2 separate regions of the Hordeum vulgare genome follow, and region 2 is linked to region 1. A link is a contact called in public Hi-C data. All regions are on one chromosome and are shown on one strand. The core of a region is the stretch at or near the end of the contact, and the rest is flanking DNA. Distances in the headings are between cores, read along the strand shown.

Region 1 (6,749 bases), core at 2,568-5,067:
CCTCCTCTCGTGCGAGAGGGGATGATCTCGGTTTGATTATCTTTCAGATTCTTCATAATAGAAATTGAATATCCTCAAATCAACACAATAAATAGAGATATGCTCCTCGGCAACGATGCCAGAAAAAGGTCTTGATAACCCACAAGTGTAGGGGATCGTGACAGTCTTCACGGGTAGTATTTCACCCTATTTTATCGATTCGACACAAGGGGACACAAAGAATATTTATTGGTCGTAATAGTTGAGTTGTTAATTGAACCGCACTTGGAATGTCCTCCTGCAACAAATATTTAGTAGCACAACAAGTGATGGTATTAATAGTAATAGTGATAGCAGCAATTTTGGTAAAAGTAGTAGCAGTAGCAATTTAGTAGCATGTGTGATAGTAGGAGCAACAGTAGTAACTTAGTAAGATTCAATATATGTAATGCGTAGGCACGTGGATCAGCAGTGAATAATGAGTTAGATGACATTGATCAGATAACAGTTACACACTAGGGCGACACAGAACTAGCTCCAGTTCATCAATATAATGTAGGCATGTATTCCATATATAGTCATACGTGCTTGCGATAAGAACTTGCATGACATATTTTGTCCCACCCTCCCGTGGCACTGGGGTCCTATTGGAAACTAAGGGATATTAAGACCTCCTTTTAATAAGAACCGGAACAAAGCATTAACACATAGTGAATACATGAACTCCTCAAACTACGGTAATCACGGGAAAGAATCCCAATTATTGTCACCTTGGGGGTATGCGGATCTGGACACGTAATAGGTAACTATAACTTGCAAGATAGGATCCAAATCACTCTTATATTCGTGAAAACATAATAGGTTAAGATCTCAAATCATGGCACTCGGGCCCTAGCGACAAGCATTGAGCATAGCAAATACATAGTAACATCAATCTTAGAATATAGTGGATACTAGGAATCAAGCCCTATCAAACTTAACTCGATTACATGATCAATCTGAGAGAAGATTTCATCATGTTTTATGAGACGGAGCCGCCGCCATCTCTTGTGTTCTTCCTCGGGGGAGGGGGTCATCTGGAGTCCGTCTGGGGCTCTAGAGAGGGGCTCCAGAGAGGAGGATTCGTCGTCGGCGTCATCACCGACCCTTCTCCAACAACAATTTCGTGATGCTCACCACCGGGAGTGAGTAATTCCTTAGTAGGCTCACTGGATAGTGATGAGGTTTGGATGAGATTGATCTTGTAATCGAGTTAAGTTTGATAAGGCTTGATCCCTATTATCCATTATGTTATCAGATTGATGTTGTTATGACTTTGCTATGCTTAATGCTTGTCACTAGGGCCCGATTGCCATGATTTCAGATCTGAACATATTATGTGTTCATGAGTATAAGAGTGATTTGGATCCTATCATGCAAGCTCTATGCACCTATTATGTGTCTTCATCCGCATACCCCAAGGTGACAATAATTAGGATTCTTTTCGGTGATTGCCGTAGTTTGAGAAGTTCATGTATTCACTATGTGTTAATGCTTTGTTCCAGTTCTCTATTAAAAGGAGGTCTTAATATCCCTAAGTTTCTAATAGGATCCCGCTGCCACAGGAGGGTAGGACAAAAGATTTCATGCAAGTTCTTATCACAAGCACGTATGACTATATACGGAATACATGCCTATATTACATTGACGAATTGGAGCTAGTTCTGTGTCGCTCTAGTGTGTAAGTGTTACGTGATTGATGTCATCCATATCTTTCCATCGCTCATCCATGTGCCTATGCTTTACAAATACTGAATCTTGCTAAGTTACTAGTGATGTTGTTATTGTCACACCTCCTACTGTTACTAGTATTACTAAAATTGCTCTTGTCATTGTTATTACTACTATTATTTGTCATGATACTAAATCTTTATTGTATAGAGATATCCCAGGTGTGGTTGAATTGACAACTCAACTGGAAAGACCTATAACTATTCTTTGGCTCCCCTTGTGTAGAATCAATAAATTATGTTGAAATACTATCCGTGAACACTATCGCGGTCCCCTATACTTGTGGATTATCACTCCACATCGTTGTCCCACAAAAACCCCCACTTCGGGCGCCTCACTCCGAACCCTAGCTCACTCTCTCTCGCTTCGTCCTCTCCTCCCCCTCTTCGATTCCGATCCCATCCACTACAAAATCAAGCTCCGCGAGTCGCTTTGACCCCGACCTCGACTACGACTCGGAGCTCGCCCTCCGCATCACATTGAAGTGGTCCAAGGTGGACACCGGCAACACGTTCAGGTCTGGAGCGGTAGCGCGAACGCCGGAGCTAGACCCTCCCGGTCAGTGCCTGCCCCGCCTAGACTGTGCAGTCAGCACTGGCCCCGTGCCGCCTTCTTTCCCCGCCGATTGCTCCTCCACGCGGGCAGCGATGGGTGCTAGTGCCTGCACCACCGTCCTAGAGGCGCACTCCGAAATCGGAGGCAAGCGTCACCTGCTGTGAGAGGCAATGGGCAAGGGAGAGGGAAGCGGGAGAGCAGTCCACGCGTCGTCGTCGTGTGATGCCTGCACAGCCCGATGAGAACGAACGCCTCCTCGTCTCAATGTACCACAGGTCCCTCATGACGGTGGAGACGAACGCTTAGCACCTCCAATGGAATAATGCAAAGATGTGCCCGCTTTCTATCGAGCAGTCGGAGCGGATACGATGGAGGCAACGACGAAAGCAACTCAGATCGCCAAGCTAAAGCGGGAGCAAGACATGGCGGTCTGTCGGATGAATGGGCTCATCGCCCTCGTGGACTCCGACGACGAAGACGGCGGCAACTGCACCTCCTCCGACGACGACCAAGACCCTGTCCTAGTCGCGGACGGCTAGAGTTGTGCCGACGACCGGAATGGTAAGGGCCCGACGAGGAAGTCCTCATCTCCCCCCCCCCCCATCCGCATTGTTTATATAGTTTTTAGTTATAGAAATCTATTAAGTATGTCGGGTGAACTTAAGATGATCTTTTGGGTGATGTTTAATGGCCGTTTGTAGCCGGCCTTGTGTTCGTTTGCTTCTGATTTTGTTGTCTGATACTTGATCACGTAGAGTAGTTCCACGTTGGATGTATAGTATATGGATATAGGGTGTCCGATATAAAATATGTGAATGCATAATACCAAATATGAGACGTGTCCGATCAGTGCACGTGGACGTAGAGGTTTGAGGGGTTGGGTTTCAAGTTACAGTTATAGGTGCTCCAAGTTGGTCAAAGTTGCCTAATCTTAGATGTGGCAACCTACGTATACTATCTCACTTCCGGTTTATAGGGCTCAATTCAAAAATCTCATCAACTAAGGTAGATGATGAGTGGTGAAATAGTTTTTATAGTTTGTAAAAATACTTAATTAATGTGCTCATTTTACTCAAAAGATTGTGTTTATCAATGCATTAATTACAATGCATGCATGCATAAACAATAATTTTAACATTCATTGATCAAAAAATTTAATCTTTTCATGCAACGAGTTAATACACCTTATAATCTGAATATGTGATGGGGGATTAATCGAACTGAGACTTATAAAACGGAAAAACTAAAATGTTGAGATAAACTCTATAAACTGAAACGAATGTAGAAACTGAAAGGAATAAAATAGTTACAAACCAAACATCCTTGGGCAAAAATTAACTAAGTACGTACAGGATTCGCATCGCTATCGAGGCACTTGAGTTGAGCAGGTCAGGTACTTACCGGGAAACAAACGAAAGCACCCATTGGTCCTTGTTAGGTCAGTACCTCGGGCCCATCTCCTCAGTGTGTCCATCGGACACGAAGAAAGGGTTCATGGAACCCGAGCTTGGCGGGAACTGCGCGGTGGCACACCAGCTGCCGAGGCGGGACTGACGGGGACAGCCGGACAGGTCGCGTCGGTAACCCCATTCCACGCAGACACGCCGTGGGACCTTCTCTCTTTCTTGGCTCGGCGCTACTTTTGGCGCTGGCGTTTTGGGAAGTGGAAACGTGGAGCAGCGTGCTCCTAGGTAGTCACGGGTTCCTCAGCCAGCCACTCGTTGTAGGTGAGCATGAGAGTGCATGTACTTGAATGCAAAAAACTCCAGGAGAATGCAGATGACATATGCATTCCCAATTTATTTTACTACAGTATTCATTTTGAGAGGGTTGCCGTTGTGACGGAGAGATATGAACATGTCCAACGTGCAACTTTGGGACATGGGCTTTACCGTACTGCTGCATTGAAGAGTTCGAAATCAAAAGCTGCCGGAATCAAAGAAAATCAAGAGCTGTTGCTGCAATCCACAGCCGCATCCAAGAATTCAAAATCAAAAGCTGCCGGGCTCAAAGAAAATCAAGAGCTGTTGCGAAAATCCACCGCCTTGCTATTCGCCAGGAAAGAGCAGCTATTCGGGGTGTCTAGACTCATGTGCATTCACGATGAAGTTTCTTTTTTCATAAAGATACTAGAAAATTGAAAGCATTCCAATTATTATTTTTGTATGGTAGATAATTTGATACGTGAAGTGCTTTAAATTTCAGATCATTTGAACATCTAAATAGTTCTCGGCAAAAAAAATTAAGGTCTCAAAAAAGTTTACTGTTTATGTATTATTTTAACTTTTTTTTGCTGAGAGATACTCATATGTGCAAATGGTCTAAAATTTGAAGCACACCTCTTGCATTAAATTATCTACCATATAAAAAAATGTTAAGTTCTCTGATTTTTTTTAATTATTTTCTTATTTTTTTTCTGATTGGATGCAAATGAGCCTCGATTCAAAAATAGATATCCAAATTTGGTTGTGATGTAGCATGAGCGGTCGCGCACGATGCTAAATCCACCATATATAGTTATTATTATAGATTATAAGAGAAAGATCAAGCGAGATGTTTCGGCTCTAAGCGCAGATGAGCCCAGAAGTGAACAACCTTTTTATTCAAAATATCCAAAATATGTGAAGAAAGATGACTGAGTGCATGATGTCCATCCAAATTTAAGAGCGTTCTCAGAAGCTCTCATAAAAATGACAAATTTGGGGTATATAAAAAAGTTATTGTTTGTGCATTGTTTGAATCCATTTTTTTAGAGCTACTCACATATCCAAATGCTTTAAAATTTGGCACAAACCTCACGCATTAAAATCTCTTTCACGCAAAATATGAGAAATTTTAAATTCTTTCTACATTTGTTTTGATTTTATTGTTCACCGGTTAAACATGAGCTCCGGGCTTAGAATAAAATACTCGAGAAAGGTAACAAAAGAAAACAAAATTTGAACTCGCGTTCAGGGAGGAGCTGAGAGCAACTAGTTAGTGAGCGTTCTTTCAGGAATCTTTCAGCGAGCACTACCACGTGTCGCCACTTACCGCGTTCTCAGCCGCCGCCACGTGCCGCTTTCTAAGTGTTTTCTTCGGATTTCATTTTTTTCGCACGTGTTTTTTCCTTTTTAGATTAGTTCTTTCTCAAAAACAAATTGTGTTTCGGTTTTTTAGTGCTTCTTTAGCCTTTTGATGAAAAAAACACAAAAAAATCCAAAAAAAGCGTGCTTTCTGCTTTTTCCGCTAGAGGCATGGTTTTGCTTCTGCGAGAGGCGCAGTTTTGACTCTCGAGGGGCACGGTTTTGCCTCTCGAAAACGAAAAAAACGTGTTTTCTGTTTTTTTTTTAAAAGACGTGGTTTTGCTCTTGTGAGAGTCACGATTTTGCTATCGCGAGAGGCACTTTCATGCCTCTCAGAAATAAAAAGAGACATGTTTTCTATTTATTTTTTGCAAGAGGCACGGTTCTACTTTCGTGAGAGGCACGCCCGGGCCTCTTGAAAATAGAAAAACGCATTTTTTTCGTGAGAGCCACTGTTTTACTTCCGCGAGAGGCACGATTTTGCCTTTGTGAGAGGCATGCCCGTGCCTCTCGAAAAAGAAAAAAGTAAAAAGACGTGTTTACTATTTTTTCCTATCATGAGAGACACTGTTTTTTTATCCTTTTTTCATAAAGTATGTTCGTCAAAAAACTGTCGACATGTGATCTAATTTTGAATATCTCGATGTGAGAAACCCAAAGATGCAAACGGTACGAGATTAGGAAAAAAGGAAGAACTTTCAGGTTGCGACAAATAACGTGCATGCAATGTGTCACTTGTCGTAACCAGAAAAGGTGAGAGTCATTTTTTAAAGGTATACTCCCCAATTAATGATTTCACAATCTGAGGTATTATACGCCGTAAGCCCAACAATAATGTGCACCCGCGTCCGCCTGGATTGGCCCATTTTAGTTTTCAGCCTGGTTATTTAAGGAAGTGGAGTATTTGAGCTCGAGCACAAATCCACCCGCATAAACTGTAAAATTGAAAAAAAACATTTTATAAAATTCTATTTTTTAAAAGTTTGGCAAATGTTCGAAACGATTGCAAATTTTCATCATGAGATCACATTAGAGGAAAGCGTGACGAATAACAGAAACAATGAATTTTTAAACACCGATTTTGTTTTTTTTCCATGGTTTACACGAATGCGGTCTCATAATAAAAATTTACAAGCACTTAGAAATTTGTCAAAGTTTATCACAAAAAAACTTCATAATTTTTTGAAATGATTTTGATTTTTTTAGGATTTACTATTCATGTGGGTCTTTTGGAGAACAAGCTCAAAAAGGTACTTTCTGTTATTTACTTTGTTTTATTCTGTTTTAATCTCTGGCTTTAAGTAGGCATTTTTTGTTATCCACTACTTCTGATATTTCTATGCAATGTCAATTGTTCAGTTTCGAATAAATTAGTGCTTT
Region 2 (6,749 bases), core at 1,540-4,039, 250 kb before region 1:
GATCTCAGGAGACATGGAGTTGAGTAGATATGACAAGACCTGTTGATCTTTGGCGATCCAAGATCCATACAGAGGATTGGGCTCTTGGGCCGTGGTTTTGTCCGCCTTTGTGACTTCCACCGTCTTGGGCGAAGCGGCGTCGGAGTTGTCCAGGAGTCCAGTAACCTGCGCACCTCGCAGGGCTGGGAGGACCTGCGTCTTCCAGAGGATGAAGTTTCCTCTCGCAAGCTTTTCTGATGGAGGTGAACCAAGGTTCAGGGCGACGCCGGCTGAGGAAGCCATGATGGCGATCACGGATATGATCTGGGGTTTTTGTTTCTGGTTTGTGGCTAGATGTATGGAAGAGGGGCTCTGATTACCATGTAAGATGATGAAGCGTTCCTACTCCCTCGAGGGGAGCCGCGTTAGTTTATATTGATAGGTTGCCTTGGTGTGCAAGGGATAAGTTACAAGAGTTTACATACAATAGGAGATAGAAGAGGAGGTTGAGATTACAAGAGGAGGTTGAGATTACAACGATATGATATTATTCTAACACTTAAAACGGAGAGAAGGATTGGTGGAATAGTTGTTGTATTGTTTGACTCTCCTGGACATATACATAAGAATATATGACCATCTTCAAGTACAAGTCAAGGCAGTAACAAATCATATCCTATCTATGTTTTCTAAACAACCGCGATACTCAACACCCCCTCCCCCACCCCAGTCGGAACGGTGGGGACGCAGACGGTGAGACTGGAGAAGAATTCGAAGGTAAGCCGACGGACATCCCCCACTGTCGTAACGGTCCATGCATAGCGGAAGTTATGGCTGGAGTCAAAGCCGACGAGGTTTCTCAAGCAAGGCGGTAGCCCTTCGTGCCGTTTGTCGAGGTAGCCAAGAGCGTTGGGTGGTGTAGCCGTGATCGAGAGAGCCGTGAGTTGAGGTAGCCGTGCGAAGAACGTCGTGGTCGATGTTGAGTTAGGGTAGCCGGTCTGGAGGAAGTCACCGTGAAGCCGCAGGCGCAAGGAGGCGCTGAGTTAGGGATGGGCGTAGTGGTGTCGAAGTAGTGATGCGCAGGGAAAGAGACGTAGTTGACGACGCGTCGCACCGGGTTTGCCAAGCCCGGAAACACTTTGTGGGCGAAGGCACACATCGGTGTTGTCAACATTGGGCATGCGTAGACAGACGAAGATGATGTTGATGATGTGTCCTTTCCAAATTTGCCAGGTCTGGAAACACATCGGGGACGAAGGCACGCGTCAGTGTTGCCAGCACCGGGCATGCGTAGATGAGGGACCTGCACAAGTTATACACTATGTCGAGGAGTCGGAGGGGCCAGCAGAGAAGGAGACTCAACGACGGTTGCAGCGCCAATCGACAGGGGGGATGTCGCCCGCGGTGGTCGGAGTAGATGAAGTGGTCGGGGTAGACGACGGCGACGCTGGCGATGAGCTGATGCTGGACGGATGGCCAAGGGGGTGGACGGGCGGCACGGCTCGGGTGGGCGAGCTACAATGGCGCCGAATAAGAGGCGCAACGTGGCTCGGGTGGGTGAGCCGCAGCGTCGCCGAAAAGGAGCGGCGGCCGCGGCTGGTTAGGAGTGCGGCGGCGATGCTCGAAATAGGCGAGAAAGAACCCGACAGCGTGACAAAGACTAGCATGGATGGTGGCGCTCCGGTGCCAAGGAAGGCAGCGCGACGCATACCACGTAGAGTGGACGCACGGAGACGACAAAGTGGACCGCGAGCCACGGGGCAACTCCCCGAAGGGGCGTCGCAGCGACGGCAGGCTGGTCGGGGCGACGACGTGAAGACCTCCGGGCGGCGACGTGGATCGCGTGGCGCGGCGCTACGCCTGAAGGGGCGCCGCAGCGGCGGCATGCAAGTGAGGGCGACAACGGAAAGACCTCAACGCTCTAATACCATGTTAGAAGGCGGAGAAGGATTGATACATAATCATCTTAAAATACAAATCAAGGCAAGAACAAATTTTAATATATTTATGTTTTCTAAACAACCGCATATTCAACAGTATGTATGAACAAATATTGCATAATGCGAGAACGAACGAATATTGTATGGTGAATTAAGATCCAACTATAGCACAAGATCGACAACAGAAAACTGAATCCCCATGAACGTGCACATATTCCATACAAGAGACATTTGTAAAATAATTTTGCTACTTGTATTGTATAAGTACATTAGTATACTAACAAAATCGTTCTGCAGATACCATTCAGCATGGATGGTGAGCTATCCCAAAAACAAAACCAAAAAAAAAAAAATCGTTCTGCAGATGGCAGCTGCTGTAGATCAAGGTCAAATCACCAGCCATCAGTAAATGAAGCCGAGAAACCACCAGGGATCAGTAAACTAAGGCGTCAAATCGCCCTCGACGAGCAGATTAAGCTGGCAGCGACCTAGTCAGACAGAATCACATAAGCGAGCGGCCCTGCAGCTCTCCTCGAGATTACTACGTAGAATCCTATACGAATCACCGGCACTCCTCCTCAGTTTACAGGCAACTTGCAACGGTTTTAACGACCGCCCGCGAGCCACCCCATGCACGCGCCCTGCCAGTCCCTGCGCGGCGCGGCGGCATGCATCACGGAGCCCATTGGTTTTCCGCAGGATCCAATGGAACGGAGGATATGCATCCATGCATGCACGGCAATGGCGATGACGTGGAGCTCGTGCGCCGGGGCCGGGGCGCCGAGATCCCCAGCGAGATACGCATGTCCGTCCATCCGCCTCGGCCGGGAAGGGACCTCTGCGCCTGCATGTGGCCGTGTTCGTTAGGTGCGTGCCGCCGCGGCGCGCACATATACGCGTCGCATGTGCGTGGGCTGCCTGCCGTCTTGACCCGTCGGGACCTCCGGTGGCTGGTGGTTTCGGCATGGAGATACGACGGGTGGTGGTCGTTGCAGCGTTGGCCGGCCGATCGTCGGCTCGGATCCATGCATATATCCGATGCTCTCGTCAGGGCCCAGGGTTCGGGCGATCAGATTCAGATCGTGCTGCTCGCTGGACGGCTACGCTTCTCAATGGTTGATTCATATCGTCTATCTATGATGCAATGCAAATGTACGTACGTCAAGCTGTCGCCGTTGAAGGTGCCAAGGAATCGTCGCATCGCATCCATAGCTACCATGGATATATGATATGCATGTTGTGGTAACCAGCGGCTGAAGCGATCGTAGGTCGATGCGTGCTGCCACCTGCCCACTAGGCGCTACTAGCAGGCAGGCAGGCAGCAACCACCGGCCGGCAGCTGATCAAAACTTCGATGCAGTTTGCCTCACTGCTAGCCTGCCTCTGCTGCCTACTTGCATGCATGTGCACAAGTTCTAGAGCTCGGCCTGCATTTGTTATTGAGTCGGCAAATCGCTGTAAAAAGTATCAATCACCAACTTGCCTCATGGACGGTTGTAAACAAGAAACAACTTGGTACCTGATTGCAGCATTCACCGAGAATTAGAAACTGAACAAGCATCTTCTGAACCGGTGCAGATCATCACAAATTCATAGCATCGCGGCAACCGAGATTCCGGAATAACCCAAAACTAACAAAAGGGAATCATAATCTTCGTCGAATATCGCATAGGAACAAGTGTGCCAGTGATCTTCACAGGGCGCACAAGTCGGTAAGATCTTCTCAACAGAGAAAGAAACAAGTGTGCTTGTACATGTATATGTAATGTAGCAGTGTGCCCAACACCAGCACATAGCAATAGTGCGTTTGCTGTCAGGTCACACTTGTCCCAGCCGATAATGTGTTGCTTATAGATCATGCAACAACGCTATGGAAAATTCAAGGTAAACCATGATAGTACAACCTTCATCCGAAATTAACTGTCCCTGAAATGAGTGTACTCGACTTATTGGCTGTCCTTTTTTGCGGGATAGTACATAGTTGCTGTCGATTATTTAAGTCAAGGAATTAGACTAATGTTGTGTATATTTTTAATAAAAAATGGAAGGGGAAGCCTACCTTTCACTGGAAAAAACTAAGTCGATCCCATGCATTCTTTCACTGTTTCACCCACCAGATAATTCCTGCTGGTTATTTCCAACATTTAAGAAAATGCATTCAAATATGAATGATGAATGTATCAAACCGCAAAGATCCATTATAAATGAACTCAATTATTGTTCAACCTTGGTGTATCGCATTCCATCATTTTTCATTTATGCACCCATTTTTTCCCTAATAATACCATCCGGAAGAATCTCATACCGATGTCACTGGACCACTGCATTTCAGGGTTCAGGAAAAATAATAAAATATGAAAAAACTGGTTGTACAATAAAATTATAATAATCCATTTTTTGTCAAATGCCCCTAGAGAAACACAAAAGTCATAGGCCTAACCCCGTCAACAATTGTACTAGCAAATAATGTTGACTAGATTCTGATGCTCTAATTCTTAGCAGACTTTGATTCAAAATATATATAATCTTGGCAGACAATATGGATTATAATAATACTGAAATGTGGATTATATCATAGCACAGTTGCAGAAAATGAGCAGGCATGTAATTGGGCCTGATATTTGTTTCCAAAAGACCCTTGTGAAAGGCCTAAAAATGTTTACAATAATGCTGCCGAAATGCAGATACGATACTATATGGTCCAGGCATTTTCCTATTTGGCGCTGCAGCGCCGGTTAAAGTGCAAAATTTGATGCACTATTTTCAGATTCGATGATTTTTTTAAAAAAATTGATGAACTTTTTTCAAATTTGATGTTATTTTTTTTATAATTTGATGATTTCCAAATGTGATTAAAGTTTTTAAAAATTGATGAACTTATTTTTAAATTCGATGAACTTTTTTCAAATTGTACGTTTTTTTTGTCAAATCTGTGAACTTATTTCGAAATTTCATCAACTTTATAAACTTCATGTTTTTTTAGTTCTTGATTTTTTTGAATACACAAACTTCTTTTGATTTTGTGAACGTTTTTTAATAATTGATTTTTTTGTACATGCTTGTAACTCTTTTTTTTGAAATCTGAGAATTTTCAAGTGTTGTTCACATTTTTCCAAAAACAGTCACGTTTTCTGGAACTGAATACAAGAAATTCGAAAATCTAAGCTATAAAGAAAATTGTACAAAATTTTGTGCAATAAATAATGCGGCTACAATCGTTCTATGATACACGCGATGAATTCAGTCACTAGTGCTAAGTAGGTGTGGTGGTTAGCCTAACACATTCACTAGTGTAAGGCTGCATATTCGATTCCAGTAAAATGGCTATTTTTTTAGTTATTTTTTGCTACAGAATAGAATTCGCGTTTGTGTCACATTCGTGGGTCGGCCCGGCCGACGAGGGTCTGCTGTAAGCGCCAGTTCCCATTCGCGGCGCTGAAAGCGCTGCATAGGAACACCCATGGTCCAGGGCGTTGCCAAAAAAGAGATGGGCCAGGTCCTAGTTCAGAAAACAAAGATGGTCCACTCTCGGTAGGAAACGAGCGGACAATTTTTCGTTACGCTAAGGTCTTTTTCGAGCGGTTTTCTGGTTCCTTGTTGTTTTCCCACGTTTCTTTTTTATATTTTTCGTTCTATTTTTTGGTTATTTACAAATTTATTTATTTATTTCTTGGTTTAAAGGTATGTTTCTTTTTATAAATTTTATTTATGTATTTTATATAATTTCTACTTTTAAAAAATTCATGAGCATATTTTCTGTTTGATATTTTTGCAATTCATGAAGATTTTTTGAAACTAATTAATAATGAAAATCTGTTAAGATTTTTTGGTACATTCAAACATTTCTTAAAATTTTAAAATATGAAGTTTGTAAATATAATATTAAATGTTTTTGCCACTCTTTTCTATTTCTCAGAAAATTTTGTTGAAATTATAAATGGTGGTTTGAAAATTTGACTATTTTTTTATAAAAACATTAAACATTTTCAAGCTCTCAAAACTACAACAACCATGTTTTTTCAAAGAAAAACTACCAGAAACCAAAAGAGCATAACATGACAACAAAGTGCTCAAAGCAACGTGAAGTGGGTCAGCATAGGAACATTAGCTATGTGAGTTACGTTATGAGTTAAATAAAGTGTACTGTTTCTAGAAAATACCCCCTCCGTAAATTAATATAAAAGCGTTTAGATCACTATTTTAGTTATCTAAACACTTTTACATTAATTTACAGAGATAGTACTATGTGAGTTACGTTGTCATGCTCGCTTGACCATAATTTTGACCCAATAGGAACTCTACAAAAATAGTTGTTATCTCCATGCACAAACATTAATGAGTGGGGCATCGGAAGCCCACACACTAAGGGGTGTTGCAGCACCCATAGCAAATTGCGCCAAAACAACAATACTTCAGCCGCAGAACACACACACATGCGCCGTACACCACTTACCTTTAGCTAGGGTTTCGTCCTCTCGACGGCGATCTCGCCACAATTGAGTCAAAAAGCTTTATTCCTTCCCTCCGACCGGACAAGGGCTTCGATTCCTTCTCGGTTTTGAGCTTCCTCGTTGGGGTCAGGATAGGTTAGGTTTACCCACCTTCATATACCCGGTTGCAATAGATTGGGTTAGGTTTTGCTGAATTATGTCTACGGAGAGAGGAGGGGGCTCGGCTATGGCCGGCAGCTCTTCTTCCGCATCTGAGATTGAGAAGCTGGTGGCGGAGCTTGGTCTCCACGTAGGCGACATGGACGACGTGGTGGTGGACGAGTCTGAGGTGCCACAGGATGCTGCTAGATGCCTTGCGGTGGCGCGAGTTCACATTGAT

The links. Hi-C and Micro-C count contacts between places; a contact is called where the count stands out from the background.
Region 2: a Hi-C map of seedling shows a contact between it and region 1, with 2.8 times the contacts expected there. The contact joins two enhancer-like sites. A contact is called at or near these places in 2 of 6 Hi-C or Micro-C datasets (leaf and seedling).

What each region holds. Positions count from the first base shown.
Region 1 is chr3H:478,237,014-478,243,762 of MorexV3_pseudomolecules_assembly, reverse strand. No RefSeq gene overlaps it. Among protein-coding and RNA genes, the nearest start is that of LOC123444366, 93 kb to the right of the region's middle. Within about 2 kb of position 3,817, at least 3 of the 3 cell types and tissues checked have open chromatin away from gene starts, as enhancers often do. A contact at or near this core is called in seedling, where this site is marked.
Region 2 is chr3H:478,490,326-478,497,074 of MorexV3_pseudomolecules_assembly, reverse strand. No RefSeq gene overlaps it. Among protein-coding and RNA genes, the nearest start is that of LOC123440235, 67 kb to the right of the region's middle. Within about 2 kb of position 2,789, at least 2 of the 3 cell types and tissues checked have open chromatin away from gene starts, as enhancers often do. A contact at or near this core is called in seedling, where this site is marked.